2 separate regions of the Sus scrofa genome follow, and region 2 is linked to region 1. Evidence: chromatin contacts called from public Hi-C data. All regions are on one chromosome and are shown on one strand. The core of a region is the stretch at or near the end of the contact, and the rest is flanking DNA. Distances in the headings are between cores, read along the strand shown. Region 1 overlaps SULF2 (extracellular sulfatase Sulf-2). Region 2 overlaps SULF2 (extracellular sulfatase Sulf-2).

Region 1 (6,339 bases), core at 2,742-5,241:
CTGTGAAAACGGGACACCCTCCTGGGGGCAGGGCGGGTGGAGACCGGCCAGCCCGCCTAGGCCCGAGCAGGACTCCAGACCGTGGCCCCCAAGAAGGGCTTCAGAAATCAGAGCCCTGACAAGCTCCTGCCCATTCTCCAGGGCAGACCCCAGCCCAGGAGAGTCTGACTCGGGGATGACTGCTCTGCATTTTTGTGCTGCATCTGGGCCCCTGAGGGCATCTCTCGAGCAGCCCCTGCCTCCGCTGCCCCTTCGGGCTTCTGGGCGAGGAGCGCAGGGCAGAGAGGGGCCGGGGGCTTGCAAGGGAGAGGGCGGCGTTTCTCGTCATCAAAGGAGGCCGTGGGCTGGGGTTGGATTTAACAGCAGGAGACCAGCCAGAGAGGCAAAGCAAAGTCCAGAAGGAATCTTGTGACTCACCCACGCTCTGCATAGCAACAGTCGCCATAACTGTCAGGCTGCCACCCGCTGCCCTGCGCCTCCTACCCTGGGGTTATGATTGGGGGGTGGGGACCGGGGTCCTGACCCTGAGAGAAGGGCATTTGGGGCCCTCGCACCACCACCCCCCACGCCCCAAGGCCTTTGCCTCCTTAATAGCTGTCTCGAAATGCTTTTGGCTTTAGGCAGTGCAAGTTCCACCTCTGCTTGCAGCTCCGCCAGGAGAGGGAGGCTCAGGTCTGGCCCTCAGGTGTCATCAGCGCCAGCGTGAGGGTTGCCCACGCTCTGCGGGCTCTTGTAATGTGTGGACTGTGGCGAGTTAGTCTTTTCTCTGGGCCTGAGCATCCCCATGTCCGCCAAGGAGCATAAAAGCAGCACCAGCTCCTACAACTGTGAGGAGCATTAAATGAATAATAGAGGCAAACCCTCCCAGGAGTTGAACCCGGCGGGCGCATCGTCAGAGCGCAGCAGCGTCAGAGCTTCTCCTGTGCGTGTTCATTCATTGCAGCTGATCCCGCAGCCTAAGTCACGGAGCCCAGTGGCTCCACCACCCACCGAGTAAGACCACAAGCAGGTCCCCTCTGACCCTCTGTTTCCTCTGTCGTGAATGCGAGAGTAAACCACACGGGAAGAATCACGGTGACAGCTGAGTCAGAGAAGGTGGCGTGTCCCAAACGTACCCACTCAAGCACCAGCCTCAGCTTTGGGCCGTACATGCCAGACTGTTCACCTAATTTTTTAACCGTTTCCTTTTCTTTTAACTAAAATCTATCACAAAAGGAAATGCTGTAGCCACGCCGTACATAATTAACCACAATAACTGTCACTTGCCATCGACCCAACTGAATGCCCTCTTAGTAAGTTAGAATTGGGTGCTGCGCCTGCTGGAGGCTCTGCACTTGAATGTCTCTCCTCCTTCCAGAGGGAGGTGAGCCCAGCACAGACTGAGACTTTGGCCTTGACGCAAGGGGCCTGTTCATGAAAACGGGAGGGATGGTCTCCCTTTGGGGCTTCAGGCTCTCCCCACGTGCACGCCCCACACGTGGAGAGAGGCCAACCTAACGAGGATCGACCTTGACCTGCCAGCATCCAGATGGGGGAGGTTTCACCCCAGGCTGCAGCTCCCCCCGAGATGTGGGGAGAGTCCGGTGGGGGGGGGGCGGAGCTAGGCCCAGGCACCGCCCCCCCCCCAACCTAACCTCGGTGTCATCCCGCCAGCACCCCGAGCTACAACTACGCGCCCAACCCTGACAAGCACTGGATCATGCGCTACACGGGGCCCATGAAGCCCATCCACATGGAATTCACCAACATGCTGCAGCGGAAGCGCCTGCAGACCCTCATGTCCGTGGACGACTCGATGGAGACGGTAGGCTGCCCCGCCCCCACCCCATCGGCCTCCCGCCCTGCCCTTCCCCCTTCCTCCCGACCCCCAGCAACGTCAGCGGGGCGGGAGTAGAGACAGAGGCAGGATGAAAAGGGGAGCCGGCTGTGAGCAAACCCAGCCAACGCCCTGCCCTCGTGGAGCCTGTGTTCCAGCCCCGGCTCTGCTCAGTGCGGGAGCCCCGTGTGGCTGTGGACGTGATTAAACAGCTTTGTGGACGTGTAATGCACACACCTCGCAGCTCAGCCAATCCCAGTGTACATTTCAGTGGGCGTGCTCTGTTTTGGTTTGGGTTTGAAGTCTAATGGCTTTACAATGTTGTATTCGTTTCTGGTGTATGGAAAGTGGTTCTGTTATATGTATACTTTTTTTTTTTTTTCCAGATTCTTTTCCCTTGTAGGTTATTCCAAAATACTGAGCATAGCTCCCTGTGCTCTACAGAAGGTCCTTGGTGGTTATCTGTTTGATGGATAGTGGTGTGTATGTGGTTTGCTTTTGTTTCTTTAGGGCCGCACCCAAGGCATATGGAGGTTCCCAGGCTAGGGCTCGAATCAGAGCTGCAGCCGCTGGCTGACCCCACAGCTGCAGCAACGCCAGATCCTCAACCCACTGAGCGGGGCTAGGGCTCGAACCTGCGTCCTCTCGGGTGCTGGTCAGATTCCTTTCTGCTGAGCCAGGGTGGGAACTCCACATATACATCAATCCCGAACCCCTAATTTATGCCTCCACCCTCAGTGGTTTCAGTGTATTCTCAGGGTTGGCAGTTATCACTACAGTCCATTTTAGAGCAGTTTCATCACCCCAAAGACAAACCCTGCTGCTGCTGGCCTTCACCCCTGAACTCTCCTCACCCCCTCGCCTGAGGCAACTCCCTTGTGTCTCTCTGGATGTGCCTCTTCTGGACATTTCCTATAAAAGGAATCCTACAGGAAGTGGGGTTTTTCCTCTGACTTCTTTCACCTACTGGGATGTTTTCACGGTTCGTCCAGATGGTTGCCTGTGTCAGTGCTTCCTTGTTTTTATTGTTGGAGAATTTTCTGTTGCATGGATATTTTTTTTCCTTTTTAGGGCCTCACCCGCGGCACATGGACGATCCCAGGACAGAGGTCAAATCGGAGCTACACGGCCCACCTCCACCACAGCCACAGCCCCGCTGGATCCAGACAGCATCTGCCACCAACACCACAGCTCACGGCAACGTCGGATCCTTAACCCATGGAACGAGGCCAGGGATCCAGCCCGCCTCCTCCTGGATCCTCATCGGGTTCATTAACCTCTGAGCCATGAAGGGAACTCCCGTTGCATGGATATATTTTTTTTAAGTTATCCATGACTTTTTTTTTTTTTTTTTTTTGTCTTTTTGCCATTTCTTGGGCTGCTCCCGTGGCATATGGAGGTTCCCAGGCTAGGGGTCGAATCGGAGCTCTAGCCACTGGCCTACGCCAGAGCCACAGCAACGTGGGATCCAAGCCACGTCTGCAACCCACACCACAGCTCACGGCAACACCAGATCCATAACCCGGTGAGCAAGCCCAGGGATCGAACCCACAACCTCATGGTTCCTAGTCGGATTCATTAACCACTGAGCCACGTTGGGAACTCCATCCATGACTATTTAAATTCAGTAAAATACAGGAAAACTTAACCTTCAGATTCGCGGCGGCCGAAGCGCCCTGCGTGGCTGGTGGCCACCCACTGACGGCACCCCCTCCCCCCCACATTTCAGATCTACAACATGCTGGTGGAGACGGGCGAGCTGGATAACACCTACATCGTGTACACCGCCGACCACGGCTACCACATCGGCCAGTTCGGCCTGGTGAAGGGCAAGTCCATGCCCTATGAGTTTGACATCCGGGTCCCGTTCTACGTGAGGGGCCCCAACGTGGAGGCCGGCTCGCTGTGAGTGCACCCCCCCCCCGCCGGCGCCCCAAAGTCCCCGAGGCCCAGGGAGGCCTCCAGGCTCCGCTGGCACCCAGACAGGTGAGCCGCAGGCAGCGCAGCAGGACTCCCCTCCCCGCCCGCTGTCCAGCGCCGCCGGACAGTGACTCGGGCAGGTGGATCTCCGTGCCAGCGACAGAGTAATGATGTCACCCAGGTGGACTCTGACGCGTCGCCTACCCCTCTGATGGGAGGGCCGGAGCTGGGAGCACCTGTGAAAACAGATTGTTTGTGGCGGGCACTCTGCCAGGGAGTCAGGGAGCAGGGCTCTGTGTGTGTGCGGTGTTTGTGTGTGTGTCACCTCCAGCGCGTGGGGCTGCCACCTCGGTTTCTCTCCGGCCCGAGTAGTCCTTGGGCCTGGGGCTTGTCAGGGAGGCGCCCGGGCAGCGCTTTTCCCGCACCCCCTGAGACCAGCAGCGCCCGGGAAACAGCTCTCCTCGCCACCCACGTGGGCCCTCCGCCAGCATTCCTCTTGGATTAACCTTGGCAGTGACACGTTCTGGCAGTGCAAATGCCATCTCTATGCAGGGAGGGGTAGGCAGGCCAGCCGTGGTGGCCACCGCATCCTCAGATCAGCCAGGACATTCCAGGAACCCACCCGATTGGTGGTTTAAAATGCAGATGCATCACTGTTCCAGGGCTTTTTGGTCTGACGTCCATCCGAGCCCAGAGCCCAGGACACACACAGGCCCTGACAGGGCTTGTTGCAGAATTCCTCCCGAAGGGCGTTGGAAGTACCATCTCGGGACCAAGATGTTCCCACCGCCTGGGATGCTGGGTGGCAGTTCCAGGAGGCAGGCTGTGCGAGCTCAGGCCCAGCCTCGTCCCCCTTCCTCTGCCAACCTCACCCAGTGCCTCACTTTCAGGGTTGCAGGGTCGCCACCTATAATAATAGCTGTAGGAGTTCCCACTGTGGCAAAACAGGATCAGCAGCATCTTGCAAGCTCTGAGACGCAGGTTCGATCTCTGGCCCAGTACAGTGGTTTAAGGACCCAGCATTGCTGCAGCTGCAGCTTAGGTCACACCTGCAGATCGTGTCTGATCCCTGGCCTGGGAACTTCATATGCCCTGGGGCAGCGAAAAAAAAAGAAAAAAGGAAACAAATGGCTATAATAACAATATCTGAGCTTATTCTTCAGGCTTCAGTGTAAGCATTTTTTTTTTTTTGAGTCTTTTTAGGGCTGCACCTGCAGCATATGGAGGTTCCCAGGCTAGGGGTCTCATTGGAGCTGTAGCCTCCAGCCTATACCACAGCCCCAGCAATGCCAGATCCTAGCCACATCTGTGACCTACACCACAGCTCACAGCAACGCCAAATCTTTCACCCACTGAGCGAGGCCAGGGATCGAACCCGCAACCTCAAGGTTCCTAGTTGGATTCGTTTCCGCTGAGCCACAACGGGAACTCCCAGTGTAAGCATTTTTTCATCCAGGTAATTCACTGAAGCATCACAACAACCCTATAAGGTAGATGGCTATTATTATCCCTCCTTGAAAGCCAAGGAAACGGAGGCACAAGTTAAGTTCCCTGAGGTTACATAGCACTTAAGGGGAAGAGCTGGAACTTGAAACCAGCCAGCCTCCGCAACTGTCCACCACCCCATAACGCCTCTTAGAAACCTTGCACCGCCCCTGTGAATAGAAAGAATTTGACCCATCAGGACTCTACAAGCACAGAGATTGTGGGTTTGGTCAGCCTCAGAGGCTGTGATCTGGCTCTTAGGACCCAAAACCACAGAGAAAGAGAGTGCAAATGTCAGACTCAGGGCTGTCAGCCAGGACTCTTTGGGTTGTGAGCAGAAAGGAGTCTCAAAATGAGCAAGGCAAGTAAGAGAGAAGGAGTGCAGTTGCTACAGTAACTGGAAAGTCCAAGGTCGGCTCTGGATTCAGGCAAGGCTAGATCCAGCTGTCACATCATGACAACAGGAAGCTCTCATTTTCCATCTCTGAGTCCTGCTTCCTCCAAATTGGCTTCATTCTCAGGCTATTGCTCTCCCAGTGGCAGGGTCATCACAGCCCCAGACTTTTAAGCCATCCAGCTTGGGAAAATAAACAGTGGTTTGAACAGAAGCCCTGAGGCTGATTCTCAGTGGCCTGACTCGGGTCCTGCGTCCATCCCTGAACCAGGCGCTGTAACTGGGGTGATAGAAGCCTTGAGTGACCCAGCCGAGTACATCTGGTGGTGGAATCTGAATGACGCTGGTAGTTCCTCCAGAATCGGAAGCTGTTCCCACTGAGCCCGGCGTGGATGCTGGCTGGGAAATACAGTTCTGTCCATCCTGCCCAGGCTGAGCAGAGCAGGACCCCCGGACAATCTCAAATCAATCCCGCTGTTGGTTGCCAACATTCACCTTAGCTCCCTGTCACCCAGCAGTCTTTTCCAGATGCCTCTAGACTATGTGGTCACCCGCCCACTGGCTTCAAGGCCCTCCACCACCCAGCTTCTCTCACCTGCCCAGCCTCACCCCACGACCCTCCAGCACACCTGGCTGCCCACCCTTCCCCACCCAGTGTTCACAAGGTGCCAGGCTAGGGAGAGGCAGGAGGTGAAAGACATCTGAAACCCTTGGACCCAGGCCC
Region 2 (7,170 bases), core at 378-2,877, 67 kb before region 1:
GCCTGGGAGCCAGGGAGGGGGCCAACCCCCACATGAGCCATAAGGGCTGGGAGAGGGAGGCAGAGAATGATTCCCTACAGTAACATTCAAGGGCTGGTGCCACAAGAAGGCAGAATGGCTGGTGTGCTGTCAAGTCCGGGAGATGCCCAGGGCGTCTCTTTGAAGCAAGGTCCTCAAAGCGAGGCCCCCGCTCATTCACTCATCAGATATGTATTGAGCGCCTACAATGTGCCAAGCGGGATCCCACAGTAAACAAAATAGGCAAAATCTCTACTCTTAGAGAGCTTACTTTCTAGGGCAAGAGTTAATTTTTAAAAATAAATAGGAGTTCCCATTGTGGCGCAGCAGAAACAAATCAACTAGGAACCATGAGGTTGTGGGTTCTATCCCTGGCCTCACTCAGTGGGTTAAGGATCCAGCGTTGCCATGAGCTGTGGTGCAGATCACAGACGCAGCTTGGATCTGATATTGCTGTGGCTCTGGCATAGGCTGGTGGCTACAGCTCCGATTAGACCCTAGCCTGGGAACCTCCATATGCCATGGGTACGGCCATGAAAAGGACAAAAGACAAAAAAAAAAAAAAAAAATGTATAGTATATAAGACAATGAAAAGTAGTGAAGAAAATAGAGTAGGAAGGGAAGTCAGCAAGAAGGGCTGGGAAAGAGAGGGTCTTGATTTTATGTACGGTGGCCTCGCTGAGAGGGGGACATTTGGGCAAGCAAGGGAAGGGAATGGGTCAAGGGAATTTCCCCAGGAAATGCTTTTCCCTGTTGCAGAGGGAACAGTGGGTGCAAAGGCCCTGAGGCAGAAGCAGTCTGGGCAGGCACAGAGAGCAGCAGAGAGTCCAAAGTGGCCCAGCATTGTGAGCAACGGAGACCAGAAGAGGGGAGATCTAGAGAGGTAATGGGCAGTGGTGGGAGGGTGGATCATGCAGGGTCCTTGAACCCCGGAGAGGACTCTGCCTTTCTGAGCGAGGTGGACACCAGTGACAGACATTGACATGACCTGACTTGTGTTTTAATATGACCCCTCTGGCTATCATATGGAGACTAGACCGAAGGGATGGAATAGGAGCAACAAAGAGTCTACTGCAATGGTCCAGCAGCAGATGAGCCCAGTGAGGGATCTGTCACAATAGTCCAGGCACAAGGTGATGGTGGCTCAGACCCAGTGGGGAAAAGTAGTCAGATGCTTCACTGTTAGAGAGTGGAGCTGATGAAGTATGCTAATGGATCTGGTGTGCAGTGGGAGAGAAAAGCCCAGAACAACTCCAAGGGTTTGGCCCTGAACAACTCCAAGGAGATAGTTTCTGTTTATGGAGATGGGGAAAGCTATGGTCGGGAGGTCAGTTCTGGACCTGGTAAATTGCCGATGCCCTTGAAGAGCCAAGAGGAGCTGTCAAGGCAGCTGGCCTTCAGAGTCAGAAGTTCAAGGGGGAGGCCCAGGCGGGATGGGCCAGGAGTCAGGGAGGGTGGAAATGCTACGCAGATCATGTGCCTGTTTGTGCTTTCCTGGGTCTGAGACCCTCATCGGATTCTGTGATCCTGAAAGTGGCAGGCCCCCAGCCTGGAGGGCTGTGTTTGGGGAGAGGCTGGCTTTTGAGAGAAAGACTCAGGAGAGTTTCTGGCCAGACACTTGTTTGCCTCTTTCCATCTCTGAGCACAAGGAAACCACACCCTGTGCTGCAGACTGATATCCAGAAATCATTTCTAAATTGCAGGCTTGGGCGTTCTGCAGGGGCCAGATGGCTGGGAGCCCAGCATAGTGTGCCCAGATTCCGGACACCAGATCCGTTTGCAACTGCCATTGCAGCCTCTCTGAGATACCAACTCCCAACATTCCTGCCGCTGCTCAGTGGAGTTAGAAAAACATGTGGATGCAAGTTATCTCAGGAGGAAAAGAGACTCTTTTGGACCCACCCTGGTATTCAACTTGCCAAGCACATTCCTGCAAGATTCTTTTTTTTTTTTTTCCAATTCAGCAACACTTGGGAGATCACTTAAATCGTGGAAGCTAAGTGAATCAGGATTAGATTTGGCTGCATGTAAAAGAAAATATAAATAACAATGGCTTAAGATAGAATTTTGCTTTTCACATAAGAATGTCTGGAACTTGGCAGGTCAGGGCTGGCCTGGTGGTTTCTAGGTTATCAAGGACCCATCTCTGCTTTTGTATTCTGTCATGCTTATTGTATGGCTTCCATCCTTAAGATCACCTTCATGGATCAGAATAGCTGCTGGAGCTCCAGCTATCACAGCCACATTCCAGGCAGCAAGAAGGATGGACCTTCAAGTTAAGTCAGCGCCCTTTAGGACTTCATCCCAGAAGTCACCTACAACATGAACAGAACATTTCATTAGCCACATAAGCTCTGCTAGAAATACAGACACATTCAAATTGTGGTTATTCAAGGAGGCTTTAACTGTTTTTTGCTAAGGTGTGAGCAAGTGTCAGGAAACCACTAGTGGTAGTGCAGCACTCAAGGCTAGTTAGTAACCGTGGATCATCCCCACTCCAAGACCAAGGGAGTGGCTCTTGAGGAGCAAAATGGTTGCTGGAACTTAGAGATGTAGGCCTCCTCACTAGGAGCTGTCACCCTCTGTTGACACCACAGGGAGGGCAGTGGAGGAGCATCCATACCCCACCTCCGTTCTCCCTTCTGCTCATCTTCCGTCAGGGCCCCCATTGGCCAAGCCAGAGTATAAAGACACTGTGCTACACTCCATCCAGGCCAGCTCCCTGGGCTGAAGAACTAGGCAGAGGGTGGATTGGAAGGCCAAAGGGAGACCATTCCCACCTGTAGCTGCTACAGCACCTGGGAAACATAGTTTCCTAGCTGAGTGCATTGAAGATTTAAATCAGGGTCTGTTTATAAGGAAGAAGGAGAAGCAGATATTACTGGGCAACCCGGGGGGCTCAGCCATAGGAGAGATCAGAGCAGGAGTCCCAGGAAAGGGCATCTCCAGCAGAGGGTGTGTGATTAAATGACCAGCACCAGGAGGAGGGAAGGATATGTTCACGTGGAAACCGGGCTAGAAGGGGGAGCATCCCAGGCGGGGAGGAGCTTGCTAGGAACCCGGAGGAGGGCAGCAGGACCTGGGGAGTGAGGGAGAGAAGGAGGAGGATGAAGGCAGAGGAGCAATGGGGGAGGGTCTGAAATTTATTCCCAGGCCAAGGAACAAGCCACTGATGTTCTCAGCAGGTCAAGGACGCGTGATTCATGTTTTTCAGCGGCTCACTCTGGCTGCAGGTTGGAGAGAAGGTAGCCAGGGGACAGGAGCGGCGTCAGGGAGACCAGTTGTCCCAGCGGGAGATAGTGGGGGTGCTGCAGAGGGTGGGGGCAGGATGGAGCAAGTTCTGTTTTGAAGGTCGGACTGGAAGGGCTTATGGACGGATCACAAGTGGGAGGGGAGCAGAGGAGAATCAAGGATGACTCCGAGGTTTCTGGCTGAGCTGCTGGGCAGATGGTGGTGCCAGTTACAGGGATGGGAGCCCGGGGGAGGAGGGGCGGGTTTTCAGGCTTAGGACAGACATCAAGCTGCTCTGCCAACATCGCCCACCAGACCAGTGGTGGGGTGACCGGCTCTGTGGCGCTCACCCTAAAAGGTGGGCAGATCACCTTGGGGCAAGTTGGAGAATTACCAGTGAGAGGGATGTTTCTGGATGGAGTCCCTTGGAGAGGAACAAGACGGTGATTGCTGAGCCTGAGCGCCAGTGTTACACGCCCCGCCCCCGCCCTTCCCCAGGGCACCGCCCCTTCCATTGAGAACAACTGGATAGAATTTTCTCCCAGAAGCTTCTGCTGGCTCCGGTTGCAGGAGAGAAAAATTACAACATGATTTTTCCATCTAAGGTCCATTAATGAAATTCCAGCACTGCCTCTTCGACTTCTGCCTTAACTGATTTGGGGTTTAGGAACCAATTTTGAGCCTCAGCTTTTTTTTTTTTTTTTTTTTTTTTTTTTAGCTGAAACCAGCAATTACATTTGACTTTATTTTGTAATAGTCAAGGGTCAGGGAGGGTTCCCTCTTTGCCACCCCCATGAAGAAATGTCATCTCAGAAGCGGGTCCCGGAAATCTTGTGGATTTTTCTGGATTGAGCTGCAGGCAAGGCAGTTGTTGCCAAGGGACAGCAAGCAGCGAGCATGTTCCAAGGCGAAGAGGGGACTCAAATGTAATTGCTCAGGACACAGTGGCGTCTCTGGGCCCAGACGTGGCCCCAGATTGCTGCTGTTTGTCCCCCAGCCCTTTCTCTTGCCCCCCGCCCCCCACAGAGGACAATTTGGAGCAGTCAGTCTGATGGGGCCCAGCCTCCTGTGGCTGTCAAACAGGTGTTGTCATGAGCAGGCAGCTCACCATCTGATCCAGTGACATTGCGGGCATTCCAGGGGCCCTGGAGGACCAGACGAGGGCCATTCAAGGGCTGCCATGTGAATTCCAGCCTGGTGGGTGGACACTGGTGACTGTAGGATGGTACAGGACACACGTGCTTCCCCACCTGTGGTCCGATCTCATGGCACCCCACCCCTGCCCCCACCCCCCGCCTGTCCAGCTCAAGGCTCTGTTCCAGTCTTGACCCAAACCCACAACCTCTCAACACCCTCTTAAAACCTGCTCTGTGGGTCTCTGGGCCTTAGTGAGTGTTACTTTGAGAGTTTACTTAGGTGGCCCCTTCAGTTGGAATAGAATCAGCTAAGGGTTGCAAACCCAGCGCCTGCAGGGCCAGGCAAGCACTGCAGATGAGGGAAGTGGGCCTGAGGGGGCCATGCAGAACTGGAGGGGACCCTTTCCAAAGCTGGCCTTTGCTACTCACATCCACCCACCTCTGGGCCCATCAAGGCCAGATCTTTGTATTTTTCCCCAAAAGCCAGAAATCTGGCTTGCTGTGAAATCTCCCTACTAAAAATTAAAAGGTAGTAATTCATTCAGATTTTGGACCACTTTCATGCAGACCCAGATCCAGCACACAATGGGCCCACAAGGATCTGTCCAGAGGCACTCAGTTTGTCAACTGTGTTCTACCATATTTCGTTGGGAACTGCATTTTGAAAAGCTGACATGTTTTGAGTCCTTTCTGAGGCCAAGCATTGAACTAAAGGCTTTGCATGTATTTTTCTCAATTAAAATTCTGCAATAGTTGGAGTTCCTGCTATGGAGCAACAGGACCAGTGGTGTCTCTGCAGCACCAGGACACAGGTTCAATCCCCTGCCCAGCACAGTGGGTTAAAAGGATCTGGTGTTGCTGCAGTCGCAGCCGTGAATCACACTGTGGTTTAGGCCTGATCCTTGGCCCGGCAGCTCCATATGCTGCAGGCAGCCAACAAAGAAAAAAAATTAATTTTAAGAAGTAAAATAAAACTCTGCAGTAGTCTAGGAAAGATGGTGATGCGTAGACCTAGATATAACTCAATACCTTGGGCTCGATAACCATGTCCCTCTCCCGCAACTTTCCTATTCAGGCCTGTAATTTTAAGAAAACAAACATCAGAAAGTAGCATCAGAAGTTCCAGTCATGGCTCAGTGGTTAATGAATCCAATTAGGAACCATGAGGTTAAGGGTTCAATCTCTGGCCTTGCTCAGTGGGTTAAGGATCCAGCATTGCCGTGAGCTGTGGTGTAGGTTGCAGATGTGGCTCGGATCCCGCATTGCTGTGGCCGTGGCTTAGGCCAGCGGCTACAGCTCCGATTAGACCACTAGCCTGGGAATCTCCATATGCTGCAGGTGTGGCCCTAGAAAAAGACAAAAAAAAAAAAAGAAAGAAAGAAAGTAGCCTCTCTCTTTAGTCAGCCGTCAAAACCAGTGCTTCTATGCTGTGCCACCCAGGTTAGGGGCTATGGGACTTGGGGTGGGGGGCGGTGGGGAGGTTGTAAGCAGGGTGCATCTTCTTCCAGGTGACACAGACCTCTAGGGCAGAAAGTGGCTCCGAGTCACCCAAGTCCCAGGAAGGGCCAAAATGGGGTCATGTTTTGAATCTTTTTTTTTTTTTTTTTCCCCACTGTACAGCAAGGGGGTCAGGTTATCCTTACATGTATACATTACAATTACAGTTTTTCCCCACCCTTTGTTCTGTTGCAATATGAGTATCTAAAGTTCTCAATGCTATTCAGCAGGATCTCCTTGTACATCTATTCTAAGTTGTGTCTGATAAGCCCAAGCTCCCGATCCCTCCCACTCCCTCCCCCTCCCATCAGGCAGCCACAAGTCTCTTTCCAAGTCCATGATTTTCTTTTCTGAGGAGATGTTCATTTGTGCTGGATATTAGATTCCAGTTATAAGTGATATCATATGGTATTTGTCTTTGTCTTTCTGGCTCATTTCACTCAGTATGAGAGTCTCTAGTTCCATCCATGTTGCTGCAAATGGCATTATGTCATTCTTTTTTATGGCTGAGTAGTATTCCATTGTGTATATATACCACATCTTCTGAATCCAATCATCTGTTGATGGACATTTGGGTTGTTTCCATGTCCTGGCTATTGTGAATAGTGCTGCAATGAACATGCGGGTGCATGTGTCTCTTTTAAGTAGAGCTTTGTCTGGATAGATGCCCAAGAGTGGGATTGCGGGGTCATATGGAAGTTCTATGTATAGATTTCTAAGGTATCTCCAAACTGTTCTCCGATGTTTTGAATCTTGAGAGCCCAGCACCTGCTGAGTCGCCAGAGATAGTGGTTGTCCTGACCCAGACCTTTAGAAAATCATATCAAGTCAGCATTTCCCAAAATGTCTTTCTGTGACACCCGTCATGCACAAAAGCATCTCGCGTGACAAGTCGACAACGATTGACTTGACTCCTTTCAAACTTATTTTGATAGGCATCCAGGAAAATCCCTAAGCAGCTCGTCAGACCTGGAACGTCACATAGTTACTTGGGTTGAGACCAAAGTGTATTTTTTTAAATCACATTAAAGGAGTTCCCATCATGGCTCAACAGAATCTGACTAGTAACTATAAGGATGCGGGTTCAATCCCTGGCCTCTCTCAATGGGTTAAGGATCTGGCGTTGCCATGAGCTGTGGTGTAGGTCACAGATGCGACTCAGACCCCACACAGTCGCGTTAAAGAAAAATATCAAATACATCATAGCCCAGGTGGGGTACTGAGCGGCCCCCCCAAAAAAAACAATCAGAAAAGGGGGCGGGCAGATGAGCCCCCTGGGGGAAACAAC

Evidence for each region. Hi-C and Micro-C count contacts between places; a contact is called where the count stands out from the background.
Region 2: a Hi-C map of skeletal muscle shows a contact between it and region 1, with 6 times the contacts expected there. The contact joins two enhancer-like sites. A contact is called at or near these places in 4 of 47 Hi-C or Micro-C datasets (embryonic fibroblasts, heart right ventricle and skeletal muscle) and 1 of 2 datasets of contacts at active chromatin or transcription factors (skeletal muscle).

Annotation. Positions count from the first base shown.
Region 1 is chr17:49,695,238-49,701,576 of Sscrofa11.1, reverse strand. SULF2 (extracellular sulfatase Sulf-2) reads left to right here. Exons shown (of 21, transcript XM_021077816.1): 6 at 1,654-1,804; 7 at 3,546-3,721. Among named protein-coding and RNA genes, the nearest start is that of SULF2, 110 kb to the left of the region's middle. Within about 2 kb of position 3,991, at least 8 of the 83 cell types and tissues checked have an H3K27ac peak or open chromatin away from gene starts, as enhancers often do.
Region 2 is chr17:49,759,203-49,766,372 of Sscrofa11.1, reverse strand. All of the region lies in intron 2 of SULF2 (extracellular sulfatase Sulf-2), which reads left to right. Among named protein-coding and RNA genes, the nearest start is that of SULF2, 42 kb to the left of the region's middle. Within about 2 kb of position 1,627, at least 17 of the 83 cell types and tissues checked have an H3K27ac peak or open chromatin away from gene starts, as enhancers often do.